Regions from separate parts of the Sus scrofa genome. Here region 1 is linked to region 2. A link is a contact called in public Hi-C data. All regions are on one chromosome and are shown on one strand. Each heading gives the region's core, a stretch centred on a gene start, on an enhancer-like site or on the middle of the called end of the contact. The rest is flanking DNA. Distances are from core to core; before and after follow the strand shown. Region 1 has its middle 110 kb from the start of PIK3AP1. Region 2 overlaps PIK3AP1 (phosphoinositide-3-kinase adaptor protein 1).

Evidence for each region. Hi-C and Micro-C count contacts between places; a contact is called where the count stands out from the background.
Region 1: a contact with region 2 is called in a Hi-C map of liver, with 2.9 times the contacts expected there. The contact joins two enhancer-like sites. A contact is called at or near these places in 1 of 47 Hi-C or Micro-C datasets (liver) and 1 of 2 datasets of contacts at active chromatin or transcription factors (alveolar macrophages).

What each region holds. Positions count from the first base shown.
Region 1 is chr14:108,267,465-108,273,826 of Sscrofa11.1, forward strand. It overlaps a transcript of PIK3AP1 not described here. Among named protein-coding and RNA genes, the nearest start is that of PIK3AP1, 110 kb to the left of the region's middle. Within about 2 kb of position 2,492, at least 5 of the 83 cell types and tissues checked have an H3K27ac peak or open chromatin away from gene starts, as enhancers often do. A contact at or near this core is called in liver, where this site is marked.
Region 2 is chr14:108,113,935-108,120,328 of Sscrofa11.1, forward strand. The region is part of intron 2 of PIK3AP1 (phosphoinositide-3-kinase adaptor protein 1); the gene reads right to left. Among named protein-coding and RNA genes, the nearest start is that of PIK3AP1, 42 kb to the right of the region's middle. Within about 2 kb of position 2,922, at least 8 of the 83 cell types and tissues checked have an H3K27ac peak or open chromatin away from gene starts, as enhancers often do. A contact at or near this core is called in liver, where this site is marked.

The sequences.
Region 1 (6,362 bases), core at 1,242-3,741, 150 kb after region 2:
TGCTTGCTGACAGAGCTCCTAACCCCAGCACCTAGTTTCCCCTATTATTAACATCTTACTTTAGCATGGTATACTGTCAAAATTAAGACACCAACCTTGTTACATTACTATTAACTAAACTTCAGACTATGTCACTAGTTTTAACTAGTATAAACTGAACTCCCAATTAAATTTCACTAGTCTTTTCTAATGTCCTTTTTCTGTTTCAGCATCTAATCCAGGATACCACATTGCATTTAGGGGCTAATATGCTTTTAACTATGTATAAACCTTCTTAAATGACCATTTCTAGTTCCGCCCTTGTACTTTCTCCTAAGACTTTCCATCAAACAGAGGGGAGGAAAAGGAACCAAAATCCTAAGACAGCTCTAAAGCCATCTAGCATTTCTCCTCAGCATTTCCTGAAGTGAAATTTCCTGAGGAAAAGTGTAACAAGAGGATCTGTATTTTAAAGAAAAGAGGGTTTCTATAGTTAAATGAGTTAAAGAAGTGCTAGATGCAAAATCCTTTCTTTTTTCTTCTTTTTTTTTTTTTAGGGCTGCACTTGCAGCATATGGAAGTTCCCAGGCTAGAGGTCCAATTGGAGCTGAAGCTGCCAGCCTACACCACAGCCACAGCAATGCAGGATCCGAGCCAAATCTGCAACCTATACCACAGCTCATGGCAAATCCTTAACCCACTGAGCAAAGCCAGGGATCGAACCCGAGTCCTCATGGATACTAGTCAGGTTCATTACTGCTGAGTCACGATAGGAATTCACAAATCCTTTTTTTTTTTTTTTTTTTTTTTTCCGGTCTTTTTTAGGGCCATACCCACAGCATACGGAGGTTTCCAGTCTAGGGTCAAATCAGAGCTGTAGATGCAGGCCTGTGCCACAGCCCCAGAAACACCAGATCCGATCTGCGTCTGTGACGTACACCACAGCTCATGGCAATGCCGGATCCTTAAGCCAGAGTGAGGCCAGGGATCGAACCTGCATCCTCACAGATACTAGTCAGATTTGTTTCCGCTGAGCCACAACGGGAACTCCCCAAATCCTTTCTTGAAGAGGCAAAATATTTATCAATATGATAAAATCTCTGAGAAGTCTTTCAACAAATAAGTCAGTTTAACTTGATTTAACTGAACTTTTTCAAATTTCAGTCATTTGAGTACCACCTTCACGATTTTTTCCATATCTGCAGACAGTCTGTACTATTACTGACTTAATATTTTTCTTTAAATTCACTCATCTTTTAAAAGGAATATTATAAAGACTTTTAATATCATGACTATAAATGAAAAATTATAACCATTATCCAAAATTGATTAGAATGAAAAAAATGTTCATTTCAACCAAGAACCTCCTAAAATCAACTCAAAACCAGTAGTAAACATCAGACAGTGTGGGAAATACTGGTTAATAGAAACCGCCTACCCTTTTTTTTTTTTTTTTTTTGTGAGAGGTGAGCTCCAGCCCTTCTACTCCAACATCTCCTATGGCCCTTTCTCAGGAAGTTATGGGGGGAAGTATCCCACCCCCCACAAAAGAAGGGAAGAATCCAAGAAAGGATAAAGTGGGACCAGGTTTCAGGAGATGCCCTGGGGGAGGGTGGAGGAAAGTTTAAGAATCCAGGTGCTGTTTGCAGCAAACCTGACAGCAGCTGTGGGCTGGAGGCTCTTAAGGGCTGTTGATTTGGTGTCTGATGAGGGTCTGCTTCCCGATTCATAGATGGCTTGCTGTGTCCTCAGATGGTAGAAAGCCTTTTTTTCCTGATCACTTGTTTTTTGTTTTGTTTTGTTTTTTTTTTTTGGTCTTTTTTTAGGGCCAAACCAGCAGTTTTTTAGGGCCAAACCAGGGTATGGGTCAAATTAGAGCTGTAGCCACTGGCCTACACCACAGCCACAGCAACGCCAGATCCCAGCCATGTCTGCAACCTACACCACAGCTCAAGGCAACGCCAGATCCTTAGCCCACTGAGCGAGGCCAGGGATTGAACCTGTGTCCTCTTGGATACTAGTTAGATTCATATCTGCTGAGCCACGATGGGAACTCCTGATCACTTGTTAACATCCTAGGGAGGAAACACTTTGGGAAATTATGATCCAGTTGGTATATCTCTGAGGTCCAGAAGATCAGAAAACATGAACAGCCTAAATTAAAACCAAAGGCCCCTACATCCCTCTAGTGCTCCTCTCAAAATCCTCTGAGCCTGAGTTTCAGACATTTCCTGGACATGGCCAAAGAGGTTCCATGAGGGTCAAAATTTGCAACACATGTTCAGATTTCATGTGGGATCCTATATTTGACGTTTTAAACAGATTTCAAAACCCAGCTCTGAAGCCTCCCTGTCTTCCTCCACTCCAGAGAAAGATCTTGGATCTGATTCTTTGTCAAAGCAAACAGGTACAAAGTGTTTTCTGATTCCTGACTATCGCTACTGACTACACCCAGCCAACTCTCTCATAGACCAACTACCTGCACTTTGTACAGTTCTTCCTAAAGCCATGTTATTTTAAAATTTAATTGTGTTTGAGCAAAAGGGTGTGGCTAAAGGGGTGCCTACTGTTTAATCAGTAACAGAGTGGCAGATAAACAAAGTGCTTTCAGCTGGGCCTGGCACAGTTTGGTACTTAATTCTTCCTAAAGTGGCCTGTGAAATAAGAGTACTTGATTCAACTTATTGTGCTCTTGGCTGTCTTATCATCCCAAGTGGCTAGATTACAGGTGTCTGTCTCTCCTCCACTCGGCCAACTGTGTGATGCTGTGAGTGGCTTTGACAACTAATGCTCATTAATCCTACCCGAGTGAGTGCCACTGGGATTGCTAATAGCCCCTGGATTCATTCATTTTTTTCTCACTCGAAATACTGGACAGGAGTTCCCGTCATGGCTCAGGAGAAATGAATCTGACTAGTATCCATGAGGATACAGGTTCTATCCCTGGCCTCACTCAGTGGGTTAGGGATCCGGCATTGCCATGAGCTGTGGTGTAGGTCGCAGATGTGGCTTGGATCTGGCATTGCTGTGGCTGTGGTGTAGGCCAGGGCCTGCAGCTCCGATTTGACCCCTAGCCTGGAAACCTCCATATGCCATGGATGTGGTCCTAAAAAGACAAAAGAAAAAATAAAGAAAAAATACTGGACATCCGGGAGTTCCCACTGTGGCACAGCAGATTAAGGATCCAGCATTGTCATAGCAGCAGATCAGGTTGCTGCTGTGGCACAAACAACTAAAATAAGCCAGTCTGTGCTATGTCATGAGTAATAATAATATTTACAGAGCTCTTATTTATGTGTTAGTCATTCCTTGTACATTATCCATTAATCCTGTGAGGAAGATATTCTTTTTTTTTTTTTTTTTTTTTGAGGAAGATATTCTTTCTCCTATTTTATTTTTTTTTAGTGATTTTTATTTTTTCCATTACAGTTGGTTTACAGTGTTGTCAATTTTCTACTGTACAAATAAGTGATCCAGTCACATGCACACATGTATATACATTCTTTTTCCCTCATTATCCTCCATCATAGTCCACCACAAGTGACTACAGATATATTTCCCTGTGCTATACAGCAGGATCTCATTGCTTATCCATTCCAAAGGCAATAGTCTACATCTATTAACCACGGATTCCCAGTCCATCCCACTCCCTTCCCCTCCCCCTCCCCCTTGTCAACCACAAGTCTGTTTTACAAGTCCAGCAGTTTCTTTTCTCTGAAAATGTTCATTTGTGCTGTATATTAGATTCCAAGTGCGTGATATCATATGGTATTCATTTCTCTTTTTGACTGACTTCACTTAGTGTGAGACTCTAGTTCCATCCATGTTGCTGCAAATGGCATCATTTTGTTCATTTTATGGCTGAGTAGTATTCCATTGTGTATATATACATCTTCTTAATCCATTCATCGGTCAATGGATATTTAGGTTGTTTCCATATCTTGGCTATTGTGAACAGTGCCGCAATGAACATACAGGTGCATGTGTCTTTTTCAAGGAAAGTTTTTCTCCTTTGTTCCTTTCTTATTTTGGTTGAGTGATTTCCATTTATTTTATGCTTGTGTACTTTTTAATTTTTGTGAATGTAATGTTTGGTTTTGATTTGTGGTTGCCCTGTTTTTTAAGTATGTTAACCCCTTCCTATATCTGTTTCCTTTAGCCTGAAAGTCATGTAGGCTCAAATACATTATTAAAAAAAAGTCTAGGTTTTCTTACTTTCCTTCCCCACATTCTATGATTTTGAGCTCCTTTTAAAATATCTTCATATTTGTCCTTTTGCTGTTCCTTGTGTTTATCGTTCCTTTTACAGTAGGGTTTTTTTTTTTTCCTTTTAGATCTGTATGCAGGCTTATTTAAGTGATTGCTTTCCAACTGTGATATCCTCCATCCTATTTCTTCTTACTTTTTTATTTAGAGAAGTCCTTTTAGTATTTTTTTTAGGATAGGTTTAGCATTGCTGCACTCTTTTAGCTTTTGTTCGTTGGAGAAATTCTTTATTTCTCTATCTATTCTAAATGATATTCTTGCTGAGTAGAACATTCAAAGCTGCAAATTTTTCCCTTTTAGAACTTTGAATATATCTTGCCACTCTCTTCTGGCCTGCAGTGTTTCTGTAGAGAAATCAGCTGATGGCCTTATGGGGGTTTTCTTATAACTAACACTTTGTGTATCTCTTGCTGCCTTTAGAATCCTCTCTTTAACTTTTGCCATTTTTATTATAATATGTCTTGGTGTGGGCCTGTTTGGGTTCAACTTGTTTGGGGCCCTCTGTGCTTCCTGTATCTTGATATCAGTTTCCTTTAGATTTGGAAAGTTTTCAGATATAATTTCTTCAAATATATTTTCCATCCCCTTTTCTTTTTCTTCTTCTGGGATTCCTATTATACATAGATTGGCACACTATATTATCCCATATTATCTCTTATATTGCTTTCATGTTTTTTCATTTAGTTTTCTGTCTGCTGTCCTGATTGGCTAATGTCCATTATTCTGTCTTTCAAGTAAACTAATTCACTCCTCTGCATTATTCACTCTGCTCTTAGTGTCTTTAGCTCAGTTTGTGTCTCTGCAAATGAATTTTCAAATTTTTCTTGGTTCCTCCTTATATTTTCTAGTTCCTTTCTAAAGTAATCTGGATTACTGTTTATATCCACTCTTAATTCATTTTCACCCTTAATTCCTTCAGTATTTTCACTATCTCCCTTTCAAACATGCTGTTTCATGTTTGCTGATTCAGGTGAATTCTCCTGTTTCTTTAACTGGGAATGGTTCCTAAGCTTCTTCATTTTGCTTATATTTTTATTTTTCTGTGAATTTAGGGAAACCAAACTGCAGTCTTGTAGGGCTATTTATATGCAAGAGCACCCCTTTGTATTTTGTGGGAGGTTACTATTTATTTTTGGCATGAGAGTTTAGATATTTGCTGTCTCTTTCTTCATTGTGAGCAGGCTATTATCCCCAGGGTGCTGAGTGTGTTTCCAGGGAGAAGGAGGCAATGGGCAGGGCTAGTAGTCAGTGCCTGGTTGCTGGGCTCTTGACAGTAGCAAGGACCTGCAGGAAGTTGGCATAGGCTACTCCTAGTTGCAAGGCCCTGGGAAGTAGTAATGAGCATCAGGTAGATTTATGTGGTGCCTGGAGCATTTGGCAGTGGCAGTGGAAGGGTGTAAGTTCCCAGGGGAATGAGAGAAATAACAGGTGGTGTTTGGTCACAATGCCTTCCTCTGGGGTGCCCGCTGAGGTGATTGGGGCTGCAAGTGGTGTCTGTTCACAGACCCCTAGTGGTGGCAAGCCATGCCTACCTCTGGAGTCAGAGATAACTGTGGTGGTTTGCCCCTGCCACCTAGAGACCACTAAAGAAGCACCCCGTCCCACTTAGCCCACACAGGAGATGCTGCACAGGCTGCTCCTAGTTACAGAGCCCTGGGACGTAAGAGTGATCAAGCATATGGAGGCACTGCCTGAAGTGTTTGGCAGTGGCAGCAGCAGCAGCAGGGCAGGTGTGTTCCCAGAGGAGAAAGAGCAATAGCAGGTGGTACTCGGCTGCAGTGCCCTCTTTTTTGCTGACCTCTGCGGTGACTGGGGCTGCAGGTGGAGCCTGTTCAAAGACCCCTAGTGGTGGCAGGCCATTCCTCCCTCTGGTTTCTGAGATGGCAAACTACAGGTGGCTTGTCTCTGCCACCTGTAGATCACACAAGAGGCACTTCATCACACTTAGCGCCCCCTCCCCCTGCTGCCCTTAGCCCACACAAGAGGTGCCTGGCCGCCTGTAGCCCACACAAGTAGCACCTGGTCTCCTGTAGCCCAAGCAAGTGGCCTTTTGCCACCTGTAGCCACACCAGAGCTGCCCCGCCCTTCAAGAGTTCGTGGGTGTGCAGAGAAAGAGA
Region 2 (6,394 bases), core at 1,672-4,171:
ATATGAATGACTGAGTCACTTTGCTGTAAGCAGAAATTGACACAACATTGCAAATCAACTATACTTTAATTAAAATATATATATATATATTTTAATAAGAATATTCACACCTGCCTGGCCTGCCACACAGGCTTATTCCCACTGAAAAGTGCTAGACAAAGTTGTGCTTTTTTTGTTATTATTCATTTAGTGAATGAGAGTTCCTATGAAATGATTCTCCATGTGGAAATGGGCAGGAGCATACCTTTGCATAGAGTAGTCTAGAGCTAGCCAGTCAAATGGGATCCAGGAGGTGCGTGTCAGGCAACCCAAGGGTGCTCCGTGTAGCCATGGAGACAGACACCAGCAAAGATCCTGCTCCCTCCAAGCAGGCAGGAGCAGAAAGCCTTGATTATCCATAACAAGCAAGCATCTGCACCCTTCAGAGAGCCCAACAGATCACTACAGCAGCTAGGAATTTCTAAAGTGGGAACCAAGTTGCTCTGGCCTCAGGGTTTCTGTTGCAGTGGAAGCCTGCATTCCCCAGGCATAGTCACGCTCCCTTAGAAGAGGCAGCATGGGGCAAGGGGCAGTGCAGCACAGCAGACCATGAGAGCATTCTGTGAGCATCCAAATCCTAACGCTGCCACTTCCTATCTGCCACTTCTCTTTGTGTCTCAGTTTCCCTGTGTGCAAAAGGAGATAATAATACCACCTATTCCATTCAGTAGGTGTAAGTATAGAATGAGCTGATTCATATAAAATGCTTAAAAGAGGTACCTGACAAAGAGTAAGCACTGAAGAGTCATTAGCAATTATAGTTGTTTATCTGTCAACCAAATTGTTCTTCCACTAGACTGTGATTTCTTTGAGGGCAGATTCCCTGACATTCATCTTTGGATCCCCAGGGCCTAGAAATCACAGTGAGAAATCAATAAATGTTTCTTGTGTGAATGGATAAATCAATGAATGAGATAAGACCAACCACCTAGGTTACCAGCAGGGGGGCAAAATACAACACAGGGAGGACCACTGCAAGGTCTTGTGCTTTGAACCTTTCAGTGTGTAATCTACAGAGAAACAGTTAAAAAAAATAAAGAGATAGCCAATCCCCGATTTATGCTAGCAGGCTGAATCAGACTGCCCTGAAATGTGGTGTGGTACACTGTGCTAGTCCAGGTCTTCTGAGGAGTAATACTAAAATGGGATTAAACATGCAGGGATTCTATGAGGGAAAGTGCCTCCAACAGAAAATGGGGGGATGACCTAGGAAAACCATCAGAGGACCTGAGTCCAAGTGAAGAACAGCAAGAAAGAAGGATGAGTAGAAGCATCCTAGACCATGGAGTGATCTAAGGAAAGTTCCAAAAGCTGAAGTTGGCCATTGGAGGAGTCCTGTGTCTTCCAGGCACCAGCCTATTGTAGCTGCCCCGCCACACTGTCTTTATCTGGGAGCAGCCCATGGGAAGCAGAGCTTGGTCAAATGCTGTGATGGATTCAGAGGGCAGGCCTGGGGCCCTTGGCCTGTTGTACTCCTGGCAGCTGGAGGTCTGCCAGTGCATGCTAATGGCTGCCACATTTGTGGAAGTCCTTAAGAGATGGGATTTGGGGTCCAGACAATCTAAGGTGAATCCTGGCTCTTACTAGCTGGTAACCTTAGGTGATTTTCTTAACCTCACAATGCCTCATTTTCCTTACTTGTAAGATGGAAATTATAATATCAACCTCTCAGGATTGTTACTGTTGAACACTGTGCCTGACACATAGTTAAGTACTCAATTAAAAAGGCAGCTGCCATTTCCTGACCATTATTATTAATAATACGGTATTCCATTAGCAGTTAGGACAGGAGAACAGCCCCCATTGTTGCAACAGTTAGATTTGAGTTGTATGAATCTACCATAGGGACCTGGCATAAAGGCTTAGAACCAAGGTTTGGCAGTATTACAATTCAAACAACCAAACCAGTTTGTCTACAAATAAAAGGTCATGGGGACTTTCTTAGTTTTCCTGTTTCCTGGAGGGGAGGCTAAGGTGGGCTGTACGGTGCCAGAATCCATCTATGGCCACAACCCCCTGTGCTCTCTCGCACTTGCTGTACTTCACCTGCAGTGTCCTTAGCCTGTCCCCTGCCAGCTGTCTGCCTTTGAAGGGAAGCATAGTCAGCACATCTTCCCCCAAAAAGAGGCTCCCAGAGACATGATTCTTCTGTGGCGTATGTGTGCTGAGCACCGGTTTGGGACTCCTTGGTTGTCTTTGCGATCTTAATTGTTTCTTTAAAACCTTGGCCAACTTTCTGGTGGTGATCATTGCTGACTGCTGCTAGCTTCTGGCCACTCCATCTGACTGGAGCCACAGCATCCCCTCATTGGGCTGGCTAGGTCCCGAGGCAATGACAGTTTCCATGGCCCCAGTTGAGCCAGCTTGGGCCTCTCCCAACCTTGCTGACACTTGTCCCTTGGTGGCAGTCACAACTAAGAACTCAAAAAAAAAAAAAAAAAAAAAAAAGGAGCCCACAGACTGGAAACCATACCCACACTTCTTTCACCACCACCTCAGAGGCATTTTCCCCCACCTGCAGTTCCCAGAGGCTCACCAAAAACACATGCTGGGATTTCTGCCTTGGGGGTGAGGTGGTGGGTATTATTTTTTTTTTTTAATCTTTGAAGGAATGTCCTTCAGGGTTTTGTTTTTTTTTTTAACTGAAAAAGGTCAAAATCAAGCTAACAATATTGATTTTGTTTAATAATTAATGTCTTAGCCAAGCTGATCAAACTGAAACTTCCAGAATGATACTGTCCATTTTACAGGGACTTTTCCAGGGAATTTTAAGTTCCTGTGTGGGAGCTGGAATCTAACACATGACCTGCCTTGTTTCAGCCTGAGGTTGGAAAGCCAAGGGCAGGAAGTAAAGAAACTGGTTGAATGCCCCTTAACCAAGCTGACTAGGCATTCCCGTCTGAGAGAAGATAAGGTCACTCTCTGAAAAGGAGGTAAAGCCTCAAAGCAGTGAACAGGCTGGCTGCTGGTTTGTTTGGCTTCTTCCTTCATGAGCAATGAGCGCATCTCCAAACTTGGCTTCTTTTTCTCCTCTGGTTCCCCAGCCAGAGGTAAGAAAGTGCAGGTCCACCTTGACATGAGACGTGCCCAGGACCCAGGACAGAGAATTCCCATCACTGGGGAGAAACACTAGCTGGGCCATTATAATATGAAAATATTTACAAGCCTCTTCATACCACCTTGGCCCCTTGTTTGCACTGATCCCTCTCACTGACTGAAAAATCAATCAGTTTTGATTTCCTTGCAAATCCAAATTCTTAAAAAATGATGCTCTGGAGTGAAACCTGGGCATTCTCACATTCCTACTCTCAGGTCAGTGATTCATTAACCACTGGGCCCCCTGGTGAGTCATTTCCCTGCTCACAGATGTCATCCTCTGTGTTACAATAGAGTGGACAACACAAGCATATGCTGTCCAGCCCTGACACCCTGTGAGTGCCACCGCACCAGCCCTGCCAACTACATTCTCACCTTCTGTGAACGTTTCTCCCCAACGGCAAGCCCAGCCTGGTTATGTCACACAAGATGCAGTGTCGGATCACACTTTTTGATTCAAATTCAAGAGCATGAGGACAAAATATAGTTTTCACCATTTTTTATATTTAATTATAGGAACCACAAGGAACCTGATCAACATTGGAACCAGTATCAAGAAAAATCTATCCCAGTGATTCACATCTCCCCAGAGCCAAGGCAGGCATGCTTGCAAATGTCCTGCCAGCGATGAATAAAAATGGAGAAACAGTGTAGCTTTTAAAGGATAGTCAATGTTCTATTACGTTTTTACATTTTTTCAACTATAATTTTTATAATACGAACCTCGGAAGGGGGACGTTTGTCAAAAGGGAGCATGGGTTAACACAGATGGAAAGTGCTTCCCTGTAATCCTGTATCCTTTTGTCTACCTGTCTGCCCCTCCCCTCAGCCTTTGAGCCCCTCCCACTGAGAGCCCACAGTCCACAAAACTTCCTCTTGCTCCTTTTCCTCTACGTGGTATGGCAGGCCCTTTGTATGTTGTGTTTTGCAAATCCAACAGTCACAATATGGTTTATTTCCCTTTTGGTTAGGGTTCAGCAACCTTCCAAAAGTGGGGACCCTAGACACAGACCCCTGTAGCCAAAGAGGAGAGTGACTCATATGAAGTGGGCAAGGGACACCTGGAAGGCTCTCATGCACAGAAAACCTCCCCCACCTCCACATGCTACTAATAAAAGCTTCATCTGAGTTATGCTGGAGATAATGCAAATGCCCTGGGGAAAAGTTCAGCTTCATGGTCACTCACATCATAGTAAGAATTATTTTTTGAATCTTAGATCATCAGGGTTTAAAAGACACAAGAATCATTTAGCATAAAATTTCACTCAATAAGGATTTTTTTTAAATCAGAGTCAATCCCTATTTGAATACTTCACAGTAACAAAATCTCCATTCTTGAAAGTGTCTATTCCACTGATGAGGATTTGGAATTATCTGTGAAAGTTCATCCTTATCTTCAGCTCCGCCCTCTAGAATCTAACATAGTTCTGTGCACGTAAAGGAAATTCCATCTCAAGATGCCTTAAAAAATAAAGGCATTTTATCTCTCAGAATAGAAAGTCCAGGAGTTGGGGGGTTTGGGGGTGGCTGGCATAGGGCTTCAGTAACACCATCAAGGCCCCAGGTCCTTTCATTTCTCTATCATCTTCAGTGTGAATGTCATTCTCAGGTTGGTAGCAAGATGGCTGTGGCAGGTGCAGGTTCACATCCGAGCAACAAGGACCATAAGAAAAAAGAGAAAAATGTTCCCCCGAGCATGGAATATAAACACGTCCCTTCACTCTGTTTCAACTTATGTCACATGCACGATAACTGTCACCAGGGGAGTGCCAAGCACTCACTGAGTCCCCTAATCATCCATGGTGGAAGAATGTTGGAACTTCCACCGTAATGTCCACCACTCCAGCCTTGCAGAAATGTCTACCTCAAATAGAGTTCTCCCTTCCCCCACCACTCAGAACACAGCCACAACTCTTTCCACCAAATGATGGCTCATATAACATGTTTCCAAACTCCCTGGTTGTCCTTCTCTGGACATAATCTAGTTTGTCAGTTTCCTCCTAAAAATGAAACATTGTTCTTGGCAGAATATAGCGAAACTGTAATAGTCCATGAGTGGTGGGCTATATTTTTATTCACATAGCTTAATTTTATAATAGGTTGCAGTGGCAACATCATACTGGTGATTCCTTACCAATCAAATGGTCAACCTGAACCTGCAGCTCATCTTCACAAGTTAGTGCCATGCTGGATTTCCACCTTGCTGCACTAATTGAGTTGCTTTTATGAACCTCAGAGCAGAACTAAGGTTTATCCCTATTGAACAAGATCAAGATAATTTTAAATAATGCTTCTGCCACTCAATGTAATAACTACTCAGCCACTTATAAATGTTATCCATCTATAAATCTGTATTAGGAGTTCCCGTGGCTCAGTGGTCAATGAATCCGACTAGGAACCATGAGATTGCGGGTTCGATCCCTGGCCTTGCTTAGTGGGCTAAGGATCCTGTGTTCCCATGAGCTGTGGTGGAGGTTGCAGATGTGGCTCAGATCCTGAGTTGCTGTGGCTCTGGTATAGGCCTGCAGCTACAGCTCCGATTCGACCCCTAGCCTGGGAACCTCCATATGCCATGGCAGCAGCCCTAGAAAAGACAAAAAGACAAGAAAAAAAAAAAATATATATATATAAATCTGTATTAGTTTGCTAGGGCTGCTATAACAAAATAACACAGAACTGGGTGGCCTAAACGACAGACATCTATTTTTCTCACAGTTCTGGAGACTAAATTCAAGATCAAGATACCAGCAGGTTTGGTTTCTTCTGAGGCCTCTCTCCTTAGCTTGCAGACAGCCACCTTCTCCCTGAGCTCTCAAATGATTTTTCCTCTGTGTACTCACACCTCTAGGTGTCCTAATCTCATTTTAACGGGACACCAGTCATATTGGTCCTGATTTCCTCTTAACTGGACACCAGTCATATTGGGTTAGGACCCATTCTAATAATGTCACTTGAATCTTAATTACCTCATAATATCTTGCCTCCAAATACATTCATATTTTGAGGTACTAGGGGTTATGATTTCAACATAAAAATTTGGAGGAGGGAAGCACAATTCAGCCCCTAACAAATTTGATATCTGACTTGTGTGTATGCCTCAAAGTCAGAAAGAAATTAGAAAGGAAATCTAAGACCAGACTCTTGCACTCCACTAGGTAATCCTTCAAGGATGACCATTAAAGAATAACCATTAATCCAATTACCTTCTCATGTTTTGCTGAGGTTAGCCACTTTTGAGAGGGGATTCTGACTAAGTTTG